Linked DNA regions of Ovis aries: region 1 is linked to region 2. Evidence: chromatin contacts called from public Hi-C data. All regions are on one chromosome and are shown on one strand. The core of a region is the stretch at or near the end of the contact, and the rest is flanking DNA. Distances in the headings are between cores, read along the strand shown. Region 1 overlaps LOC121816420 (a long non-coding RNA gene). Region 2 has its middle 13 kb from the start of CCDC80.

Evidence for each region. A called contact is a pair of places that touch in the nucleus more often than the background predicts.
Region 1: a Hi-C map of mesenteric adipose tissue shows a contact between it and region 2, with 1.9 times the contacts expected there. The contact joins two enhancer-like sites.

The regions. Positions count from the first base shown.
Region 1 is chr1:178,404,025-178,410,348 of ARS-UI_Ramb_v3.0, forward strand. All of the region lies in intron 1 of LOC121816420 (a long non-coding RNA gene), which reads right to left. Among named protein-coding and RNA genes, the nearest start is that of CCDC80, 63 kb to the left of the region's middle. Within about 2 kb of position 4,892, at least 4 of the 54 cell types and tissues checked have an H3K27ac peak or open chromatin away from gene starts, as enhancers often do.
Region 2 is chr1:178,354,046-178,359,909 of ARS-UI_Ramb_v3.0, forward strand. No RefSeq gene overlaps it. Among named protein-coding and RNA genes, the nearest start is that of CCDC80, 13 kb to the left of the region's middle. Within about 2 kb of position 1,951, at least 15 of the 54 cell types and tissues checked have an H3K27ac peak or open chromatin away from gene starts, as enhancers often do.

The sequences.
Region 1 (6,324 bases), core at 3,642-6,141, 53 kb after region 2:
TTGTATTATTTGTCCTTGTCAAAGATCTCTTCATTAGAACTACAGGTAAAATGATGGTATCTCACAAAAGTAGGAGTTTTTCCAGGGCCTGGCACTAATCAAATTTTCAATACATATTAGTGGGATGAATGACTAAATGAACAAACACAAATTTTTTCTTCTGTACTGAATCCTTTCTAATGCTCATAGAACTTAACCACGAAGAATATAATCCCACCAATTCTGTTCTCTGTTACTATGTCACTTACTATTTCTGGGACTGTTCCAAAGATACTTGGATTTTGGATACTCAGCTTTGCAATCTTCAAACTCATTTTAATTAAAGAACTCATTTTTCCAAACTAAGTTTTACCCAGAGCTCCATTTTTAAAGCAAACAATAAATATCCTGGTGACAGAAACAATGTGGTTTGGTTCCTGACTTACTTAGCCTCCCTTGGGCCTCACCATAGCCTCTGAGACACCTTCTTAGATCCCTAGGGCACAGGCTGAAAACCACTGTCTTTCTAATAGTGGGTGGTATGAACACTTGGCAGTAGAAGCAGGCTTAACCAAAGTGACCAGAATGGCAAGAATTCTGCAAGTTAGAAAAAAATAAAAGGCAAGTTTATACACATTTAGGAGCATAATTATCTCTCCTGAAAATCTCTAAAAAGTGATGGCCCAAAATCAATTATTACTTTTACCTTTGAAAGTCCAACCTATAGTGAGTCACCCATAACCTTCCTTTGTTTCACCCAATTATGCTTGCTATTTGCTTTAAGAGAAGTGCAAAATTTCCTGTTGAGTACTGTGGTTTTAGTTGTTTGATTTCATGACCATCCAGGGGTCAGCTTTACTGGAATTCAAAAACAGGAAAACACAAGAAACCAATGAAGAAGTTACAAAGCTCTTGATAATCTTTGGACCTTACAAGGGTCAGGTAGTTGGAAATACTGATCTAATGAGTCATAAGAAGTGTACTTTTGGAGAAGTAAAATGAGATCTCTTCAGCAAAAAATATTTGAAAGAACATGTTGTAACCTCAGGTTAGGTTCTGGACAAGACATCAGAGGCCCCAGGAAAGTTGCCTTACCTACAGCAGTTGGTACTGCATGGGGAGGTTGGGCAAATGACGACTCTGAAAAGGCAGAGTCCCAAGGGCTCATCCACAATTCAGAGTGGGTTCATATTCCTCTTAGGTCAGCTGTCAAGACGAGGAGTTTAGTTTTAGCCTTGTTGAATTCATACAGAATGTGGGGGTATGTAATTCATTCAAGAAAGTGCCGAAAGGTTGAAAGAATCTTTTCACAGCCATTTGTTGTAAACTTCCTGTCCAAATTCTCTTGTCTGCATGGTAACAGATGCCCTTTATGTGCTGCCAGTTAGTAGCATTTGAATTAGCAACTACTGCACCATGGTACTGCCATTCCATTCGTCCTCCATCATACATTTCTCTCTCTCTCTTTAATTGAAGAACCTTTAATATACACATTGGAAGGTTTTAATCTCATTGTAGACATTTTTTGGGTCCTGGAGAGAATGGAGTAGGTGTGTAGGAAGACACAAAATATTCAAAGAAACCTAAGAAACCATCTCTTTAACATCTGAGATAGTAGTTACAATTGATTTCATTTTTCCTCTGCTCCAAATGATCTTTTTTCTTCAAATCGTGTGGATTTGTACATCTTAGAGCAAAGCTGTACAAAATGACTTGTGACATAGAGACAGATAATACAGGAGTTCATGATTGCCACATGACTTTCATCTAGAATAATCTCAGTGCAATTTGCAAGATCTGTGTCACCTTCTAGCCATGGGTTATAAGTTAAATAATAACACATTTGCAATAGCCATTTAGAGAGAGATAACTTCAACATTTCAGATACCAACTCTAAAATCATATGTCTGAACATCAACTCTGATGTTAGTAAAGAAATTTGGCAAATACATCCTTGATTTGAAGCCATATAATATTTCATTAAGACTCTGAGGGGCTGGGGACTATTTTTTTTCCCACCTCATGTGTAAGCAAAATTTAGTCCCAGAAATGTTAATGGCTGTTGTAACTTCTGTTACTAGATCCCAAATTTCCATATTACTGACTCTTGAACTAGCCATTAAGTCAAGCCTTTATTCTACTGGGATTCTTTGCAGAAGTAAGATTTTCCACAGTCTTTCATAGCACTCAATTTTCTATGCCCACATACAGAATCAAAAAGCAGGTAAAATTAGACATACTCTAGGTCTAAGAAGATTGAGCCTGTTTTCAGTATGTGGGAATTTCCAAACCAAGTCTATACTGTTCATGCATTTTCTGCTACCTTTAATATTAAGTTTTGAGGAGAAGATATTTTAAATTATAATATTAGTTGTCTGTTTGGATTATTCTTATTTCAACTAGAAGAACTTTAAACTTCATGTGGACTCAATAGAGACTCCAGATGTTGCTAGCTCTGTCATTGGGAGTGTTACAATTTTTAAATCATTTGCTTTTGATTACCTCCCTGGAAGAGGTAACATGGGGTGAGAGTGAGAGATGTGTGGGTCACAGGATCATGATAAAATGTTCATTTCCATATGGACAGCCAGAAAATGGGCACTGGGAAAAAGTGATAAATTGCTTGATGGAATATCTTTTTTTTTTTTTTGATGGAATGTCTTTTGTGGAAGCATTGTGTCTGTTGGGCATTTAGTAACATGAGAGGAAGCCCACTCAGGTGGAACAGAGAAGAAATCCCTGAAGATCATGTCTGATTTATTTTCATTCTCCTAGGCCAAGGGACAGAGCCCAAAAGGGAAGAAACAAACTGAGGTTTCCTCCACTAGAGTGAAGCAACTCATGTTGCAAATTATGCTACAAATTATTTATTACCATCATATAAAAAGATTTATGTACTTTTGATGAAAGCCTAGGATGGGCTTGGGATCACAGGGGGGTGAAATCTTTGGTATTCCTATTGACCTTTATGCTCCCGTCCTTTGGATCATAGTCTCTAAATCCAAGAAGATACATTTTACCAAAACTGACTCATCTTGAATGATAATGCATATGAACCCCCCAAATTATGACTTTCTAATGGCTTTTCACAGCCATTACTAAAAATATAATAGTTGTATTATATTGCCAAACTAACCAGGGTTTATACTGTTAGATTTCAGTTTGTAATACAAGCATTATGATCAGAAGTTTTTTCATGAAAGACAATATTCTTCCTATAACTTAACTTCAAAAAGTATACTTTAGTGGCTTAGGGTCCCAGATTAATTACAGCAAGATCAAAAGTTTGATCTCAGAAGGTCTTTCTCAATTCCATGTCATTGCCAGGGTAAGAGCTGCTTGGCCCTAAACTATGTCGTTTTTGCCTCCTTATAGATCAACAGTCCTATAATCAATGCCCATAATTCTGGCTAGAGGTTTTACTTATGGATTCATTCAAGAAATATTTGTTGAGCAATATGCTCCATACTATGCCCAGTACAGGGGATTAGAAGACAAATAAGAAAGGAAACAAATATTTGAGAGGATAGGCTGTCCCAGACATTGTACCAACCAATTTACATGTAAGAGGTCTTAACAATGTACACATTGCCATCCCATTGATATTTTTTCTTTAGAAATAAAAGTCATTATTTTGAAAGTTAAAAGAATAATATATGATCATTATAAAGAGTATGGAAAATATAGAAAGATACAAAAAAGATTAATGTCATCCATAATTACAATCCCTAGAGGAAATTATTATTAACTTGGGGAATCTTTTGTGTGTATGAATTAAGACTGTTCTGTGTTTGACAAACTGTAGTGTGTTTTGAGGAGACTTTTTTTTTGGCAGAGTTGCTGAAGGGGATTAGAAACTAAGGCCTTAATGCTAACTTTGCTGTTTGTAGTATGACTTTGTGAAATTCATCCTCCTCCCCACTCTCACGTCCATCCCACTTCACCCTCAGCTAGACAACTGCTCATCTTCCTTTAAATCTAAGGACATACTTCTTTTGGGAGTTCTTCCCTTACATTCCTCCCACACGTTCAGCCACAAGTTAGGTTCCCCATTCTCTGCTCTGGGGCACCTCAACTTCTTCTATGTAGCACTATTATAATTGTAACAAACAATCAGCTCCTATTCATTTAATGTACACTTCTCTTTTATTTATTATTATATCTTCACTCCCTAACAAAGTGTCAGGTATATAAAATATTCTTTGGATTAACTGAATGAATGAAAGGTTATGGTATAAAGATATTTTGATTTTATAGGCATAAAACTTATGTCTTTGGTATAAAGACATAAAGGTTTTATAGGCATTCTGTCAGGACCAGAGGCTGTGAAAATAGGCTAGGAGCCACTGCTCTAAACTCGAATGCATACGTTCATGGGGCAGAGTGTATGTCAAGATGAGGAGCAATATGACACGATATGGAACCTTGGGGAAGAGAATAAAGAATATGCCAATGAACCTAGTTTACATAATGGAGTAATTTTTGAAATCAGTTTTTTAATTGTTTCCTTTTCCTGTTGATATATACTACAACTTCCAAGACATAGATATTCTCATCTGTACACAAATACACACACATAAAGATATAAAATTAACATTTAAAAATTATATTTAAGAATGCTTAAAGATTTTCAAATGCAAGAGTATCTGAAAATAATATTGTAACAGTCATAATCTCATACAGTCCATCAAATACTTTACCAACAGCAACATAGAGAACCTAGAGATATGGGATAGAATAAATTTCTTATGTGAGAAACACTTAGGATATTTTTTTTTTAAGTAGTCTTTAAAAGAACACTTTTGAGCAAATACGTTCTTGTGAAATCTTTTGCTTTTTGGCTGCTTTCTAAACCAGATGAGAAGTATCAACTGGGAGGCCTAAAGCCTGCTGCTGTTCTGCCCTGCCTACTGTCGTCTGCCTTAGCATTCTTCACACTTTGTGAGTTTAAGAAGTGTCAGAACCAGCAGATCTGTTGCAGTTGCCTGGTCCAGCTCCATTGTTTTGCAGTTGAGGAAAACATAGGGATGATGCTAAGCACTCATACTAATTGCTAGCAACTAGAACTCAGGCCTCTGGAGTCCCTGTCCCTTCAGTGTCCTTTGCCTGAATCACACAGTCTTCCAGGACAAGCTGTCTTTGTACGTGTTTCAGGAAAGGAGGGTGAAGCAATGTCCAGAATTTGAGACTGACTAGTCTCTTATGTGACCGTGGCCACCGTTAGGCCAAGGACCTATGAATTTTACAAAATCCATGAATTTTAAAAAGCCAAAGAGAGTACAAAGTTCTAGCACAGAAATGAGCAAACTTGCAGTACTGCTAAGTATCTGCGAAGCTTCGTACGGCTTGATGGACCTCAGATCTGTAGTCACTATTCTGAAATGAAAAAACAAAGTTACAGGACAGGGACTTGGAATGACGTTAACTCATTATTCAAGTTGAATTTATAGAATTGGAGCTTCACCAAATTAACTTTTGGAGAGTAAATTTTTCACCTTCTTTATAGAGTCACTTAAGAATATCTGCAATAATAAAAGTAATATTAGACGAAAAGAGAAGACCTCCTCACATGTGTACCACTCCCATTAAATTCATAAAAGAAGACAAGATACAGAAGCCGCACTTTGAAAAGAAGCAGTTGGATCATTTTACCATTTCAATTACATCCTGTGGGATTTGAAATACAGTTGGAACTTAAACATGCAAATGACTATAGGCTCACCACATACGACCTAATGAAAATGAATATATGTGAAAATAAGGTAGCCTATGATGAACAGCGATGCACTGAACTAGGTTTTCCTGTGCTGAGGAAACGTGGAGAGCAGACTTGCATCTTTCTGTGAAGTAAAAATAGAGTTGAGGCTGGGCCATGTGCCTGGCCAGCTCAGCCCTGGAACTCAGCGCATCTGGGCTCTTGCTTTACAGAGAAAAGCAAGGAATAATATAATCCTCATAGTCTCTGGCCACAGAGATCTTCAAACTCATTCTCAGTCTGTCAGGGTGCTAATCTGTTTTGAACATTCAGTCCTTCTTTCCAGAAAGTCTTTCCAGAGTAACCTGGCCTTCCTCCAAATTGCCAGCACAGCCTGACTTCTGTGTCCCTTCAGCTGGAACTCTCTTGCACATACATCTGGCTGCCTGCTTTGTTTGTTTCCCCATTAATTTAGAAGTTGCTTAACAAAAGTCTGACCCTTGGATATGATATTGGCCTATAATTTTCCTTTCTGTGTTGTATCTTTTTCTGGTTTTGATATTGGGGTGATGGTGGCCTCATAGAATGAGTTCAGACATATTCTTCCTCTTCAACTTTTTGGAATAGTTTCAGAAAAATGGGTGTTAACT
Region 2 (5,864 bases), core at 701-3,200:
TTGGTGAAGGACAGGGAAGCCTAGTATGCTGCAATCCATGGGGTCACAAAGAGTTGGACATGACTGAGCAACTGAACTGAACTGAAAGTCTGTCCCACCTCTGCCTCTGACCTCTGCTCCACTGACCCTGTCTTGGCCTCTTGACCAACCTCTAGTGTTTTGGGGTCCAGTACATCAGTCTGAGTGCCTACTAGAGTTAATTTCTCCTCCCACAATCCTCACAGATATGTTGACCTAAACAAAGAGGTAAACTGAGTCAAACTCAAAAAATGAGTTTACTTGGAAATAGCAAAGTAATTGCAATTGGGATATGCAAGTTGCAACAAGCTACAGGTGAGTCAAGTGAGGCTGTATTATAGGCAGCGGATGTTGAGGGGAGAGTTCAGTTAGAGTCAGTTAAAATAAAAAACAAGTGAAAGGACTTCCCTGGCATTGCAGTGGGTAAGAATCCACGTGCCAGTGCAGAGGCACTGGTTTGATGTCTGGTGCAGGAAGATTCCACATGCCGCAGGGCAAATAAGCCCATGCGCTATGACTACTGAAGCCCGCAAGCTCTAGGGCCTATGAGCCACAATCACTGAACTCCTGGGCTGCAATTACTGAAGCTCTCAAGTCTAGAACCTGTGCTCCACGAGAGAAGCCTCGGCAATGAGAAGCCCATGTACTGCAATGAAGAGTAGCTCACCACAACGAGAGAAAGCCCTAGCATAGCGACGAAGACCCAGCGCAACCAAAAATAAATAAATAAATAAATAAATTGAAAAACAAATGAAGATCAGCCTTGAAAACTTTCTGAGCAGACAAAATCAGTCTAGCCACACAAAGTTCAATCCAACCCACTTTGTGAGATCCAACATGACCTGACTCCTCTCTCATTTGTGCTTTTGACAAAACTTCCTAAGGTTATGAGACAACCTCTGACCAACCCCCATCATATCAGAAAATTCTGACACCATCAGTTTTCTGTAAATCAGGCATTTATTGTAATTAGACTCTTAGTCCTTATGTTTTGTCTTCCTTGAGGGCATCTGTGAGATTTTCTTTATATTTTCCAGTACTAGTTTAGATTAAATTCTTCTACAGGTATTACCTAGGGTTCTTAAAGTAAATATATCTCTACTCCAGAGTTCCATCTTAACAGTAAATTATTAAGATAGACTGTTTTGGCCAGTCAAAATTTCTAGTTTACTGGAAGCCAATTTGGTTCCTCCCTAGTCACAGAGAAATGCCCCGGAGAGAGTTAGGAAGGTCAGAAATCCTGGCACAGAGGTGGATGTTTAGGTCTTCTCCTAATTGAGCTAGGAAGGCTTTGGAGGAAGATTCAGATAAGATAGAGCTTCAAATGTAGGCAAGAGCCCAAAGATCAATCCAAACAGCATTTCTTGACCTTTCTGGTATTTCCCTTTCTCTTTACAGAACTCATGATCTCACATGATGACCACAAATACATTGGCATTTGGGCCAAGGCAGCACAGTGCAACTTTGGAAGAAAGACCCTAAGGTAGCATTCTCCTTGATGGCAATTTTTCACTTATTTGCTCATCACTGCAAGAAAGGACTTAACCTCTGGCTGCCTCCCTTTACAGTATTACATAATCCATTCTTCACTGAGGGCCCAACCCTAGTTGCTGGTTGCTTAATCGGATGAAGAGAATTTTAAATACTGGACTTTAAATTTTTAAAAGGCTTATCTGTGTGGCTTAGTGTCATTTCCCTCTATGTTGGTAAATTAATTCCAAATGTGTTTATTTAACATGATGACTTTTACATGAAGTAATAGGATAAAGTCTTCAGCCACCTATCTTGCTCCTACTTAGTTCTCCTTGTTTTAGGAATAGGAAACCCAGTCCCCTGTTTCCCCTGGCTCTAAACAAACCCAGAGCAATCCCTGAAAGCTCCTCTGTGGGACATACCAAGACAGTGTCTCACACTCTGTGGAGTTCATCATGGAAACAAGACGTAGATTAGAAATATGTAGACCCTTCTCTGTGTCTGTCTTCCAGACACCCTGTGAGGGCTAGCAAAAGTGTTCTTATTCTCCAAATATTCACTGGCAATGAATTTGTGTAATAAAATTATGTTTGGGGTTTGTAGTTGGTTCTTTTAAATGAACATCTGTTATTCTCTTTCAGTTGAAAGTTTCTGAACACTGGGCGGGGCAACTTGGCTTCCTCCACCACCTCTGCAGAGTGACAAATGGAACCTGTCGGCTGTCAGCTGTTTGTTGATTGGCTGACCAGTCATCATTGTCTCCCACAGCTGTTTCGCCTCTGAGAGGTTGGAGTGTGGGGAGGAAGGAAGTCAGGGTCAGCTTGTTCTGTGCCTGTAGCCCATGGGAGTTCCAGGAGTAGGAATATTTCATTAAACTGCTCTGATCAGCCATTATTGGATGATGTGTGGGTAAAGCAGGCAGAGGATTTGTACTTTTTGGAATGGTGGGTCATAGCAGTTTTGTTTTCAGAGCAATTGTTTTTACCTCTTGGTGTCTCTCTTCCCTTTGTCTATGGTACAGATTTTAGATAATGTGACCTGTGCAAGGCAAATGAGAGATGTAATTACCGAGTGCTTTATTTTCACCAAACACATATGTGTTTTGGATCTACCTCATGAGTTCCATAGTATTCAGAAAAGGAAGCTTATTTTCTTTATGCTTCAGTACCAGCAAATATTGGGTTGGCTCAAAAGTTCATTCGGGTTTTTCCATTATATCTTATGGAAACCTGAATGAATTTATTGGCCATTGGCCAACCCTGTTCAAAAATACTTCAAGTTCCCCAGACCACTCCAACTGTGTTAGCTTCAGGACTCTGGCTTTCAAGAGGACCAACATCAGTTCAGTTCAGACCAGTTCAGTCCCTCAGTCATGTCCAACTCTTTGTGACCCCATGAATTGCAGCACGCCAGGCCTCCCTGTCCATCACTAACTCCCAGAGTTCACTCAGACTCACGTCCATCGAGTCTGTGATGCCATCCAGCCATCTCATCCTCTGTCATTCCCTTCTCCTCCTGCCCTCAATCCTTCCCAGCATCAGAGTCTTTTCCAATGAGTCAACTCTTCTCATGAGGTGGCCAAAGTACTGGAGTTTCAGGTTTAGCATCATTCCTTCCAAAGAAATCCCAGGGCTGATCTTCAGAATGGACTGGTTGGCTCTCCTTGCAGTCCAAGGGACTCTCAAGAGTCTTCTCCAACACCACAGTTCAAAAGCATCAATTCTTCGGCGCTCAGCCTTCTTCACAGTCCAACTCTCAATCCATACATGACCACTGGAAAAAACATAGCCTTGACTAGATGGACCTCAGTTGGCAAAGTAATGTCTCTGCTTTTGAATATGCTATCTAGGTTGGTCATAACTTTTCTTCCAAGGAGTAAGCATCTTTTAATTTCATGGCTGCAGTCACCATCTGCAGTGATTTAGGAGCCCAAAAAATAAGACCTCAAAAGCTGTTTCCCCAAAGCCTTAAGTAAAATCATAGCAGCAGTGGTTAACATCCATTTGATACACTGTTGGTGTTTCTCTTCCCTATGTCTATAGTACAGATTTTAGGTAATGTGGCCTGTGCTAAGTCAAATGAGAGATGTTATTAGAAAGAGTGTTTTATTTGTATACATTTGATATACTGTTGTAGGATGATTACTCTTCCAACTCACAGCTCCAGTCATTTTACTGTCTTACTCAAACTCCGTTAATGGCTTGCAGCTGTCAACAATACAAGTCATATTCTTTCACCTTGCATTTAGAGTCTGCTAGGATCTGATCTCAGAGAAGGCAATGGCACCCCACTCCAGTACTTTTGCCTGGAAAATCCCATGGACAGAGGAGCCTGGTAGGCTGCAGTTCATGGAGTCACTAGAGTCGGGCACGACTGTGTGACTTCACTTTCACTTTTCACTTTCATGCATTGGAGAAGGAAATGGCAACCCACTCCAGTGTTCTTGCCTGGAGAATCCCAGGGTCGGGGGAGCCTGGCGGGCTGCCATCTCTGGGGTCGCACAGAGTCGGACACGACTGAAGCAACTTAGCAGCAGCAGGATCTGATCTGGGAGAAGGCAATGACACCCCACTCCAGTACTCTTGCCTGGGAAATCCCATGGATGGAGGAGCCTGGTGGGCTACAGTCCATGGGGTCAGTAAGAGTTGGGCACGACTGAGCAACTTCACTTTCACTTTTCACTTTCATGCATTGGAGAAGGAAATGGCAACCCACTCCAGTGTTCTTGCCTGGAGAATCCCAGGGACGGGGAAGCCTGGCGGGCTGCCATCTACAGGGTCTCACAGAGTCGGATGCGACTGAAGCGACTTAGCTTAGCTTAGCTTATACTGTTCCCTGTAGCGCCTTCTTCAATCTGTCAAAATGAGCTACATACTGTTTCTTCATTGCCCCTTGATGATCTCCTTCTATACTTTGCTTATTCTTTTGGCTGATCTCCTCAAGTCCGTGCGGCCCCTGTCAAATCCAAATACACCTGCTGCACAGTCTTCCCAGCTGAGTCCACTTCTGCCTCTTCCAAATATCCAGTGACTCACCCTTCCCTCTCTCAAAGCACCTTGAGTACTTTATGTCTGGACAGCTGGCTCACAGTGCCCAGTTGTCCTACCTCCTTCCATAGGAGCAGGAAGAGCCTGCATCCAGCTATTTTTTCTACTTTCCCTACTGCTGCTGCTGCTAAGTCGCTTCAGCCGTGTCCGACTCTGTGCGACCCCATAGACGGCAGCCCACCAGGCTCCCCCGTCCCTGGGATTCTCCAGGCAAGAACACTGGAGTGGGTTGCCATTTCCTTCTCCAGTGCATTAAAGTGAAAAGTGAAAGTGAAGTTGCTCAGTCGTGTCCGACTCTTCGCGACCCCATGGACTGCAGCCTACCAGGCTCTTTCGTCCATGGAATTTTCCAGGCAAGAGTACTGGAGTGGGGTGCCATCACTTTCTCCAGATTCTTCACCCTAGAGCCTTGCAATTACTACATACTTGATCATTTTTCATTACAAATATAGCAATAGACATTTGTAGAAAGCTTTAAAGTTTACTTAATTGATTCACTTTACAAAGTTGATTCACTTAATTCATTGAATTCTCATAAGTGAAAGTAGAAAACACAGGTGTTCCCTTTACTATAAATGAGGAGAAGGGAAAGAGAATTAATTTTTAGTCAGAATTAACTTTTACCTATTTATCAAACTATTTATGACCTTCTTAACGTCTGCCTCTTCTGCCATATTTTTAAGCTTCATGAGAGCAGAATTATGACTGGTTTTTCACTGTTGTGTTTCCAATGCCTGGCACATTGCTGGATGTAGTGTAAAAGCTCATTGAACATAGCTGAATGAATGAATGAGTGATTTAGCCCACAAGCAGTGGGCTAAATGTTCTATATGAACTATTTTACTCTCAGGGCAGGCATCATTTCTATCTCTCAGGCAAGGAAATTAAGTCTCCAAGGCACACAGAGTTTATGTGTTAGCTAGAATTGAAACCCAGATCTCATGATTATAGATATTATGTGCTTATCATCACACCATCAGTGACTTTAAGTTGTCTTTCTTTTGTTGTTGTCATTTTTTCACCTTTAATTACTTTATAATTCTATTAAAAAATAAATTTCAAGAATTACTTTAACTCTTAAACATTTAGTTCTGTTACTTACAAACTGTTACAAAATACTGGAGAGTATATTAGTCACTATTGCCAAATTCAACAGTATCATTGAGGGTAGATGAGAGTGCATCTTTGAAAGGGAGGAAATAATTTTTTACAGATTTCCCTGCCTCTGTAGTTTCCGGCTTTTGAACTAAAAATGAAATATAATTAAATTCCTATCACAATTCATTTTCTCCTAAGTGATCTAGAGGAATATGCAGAGTTATATTT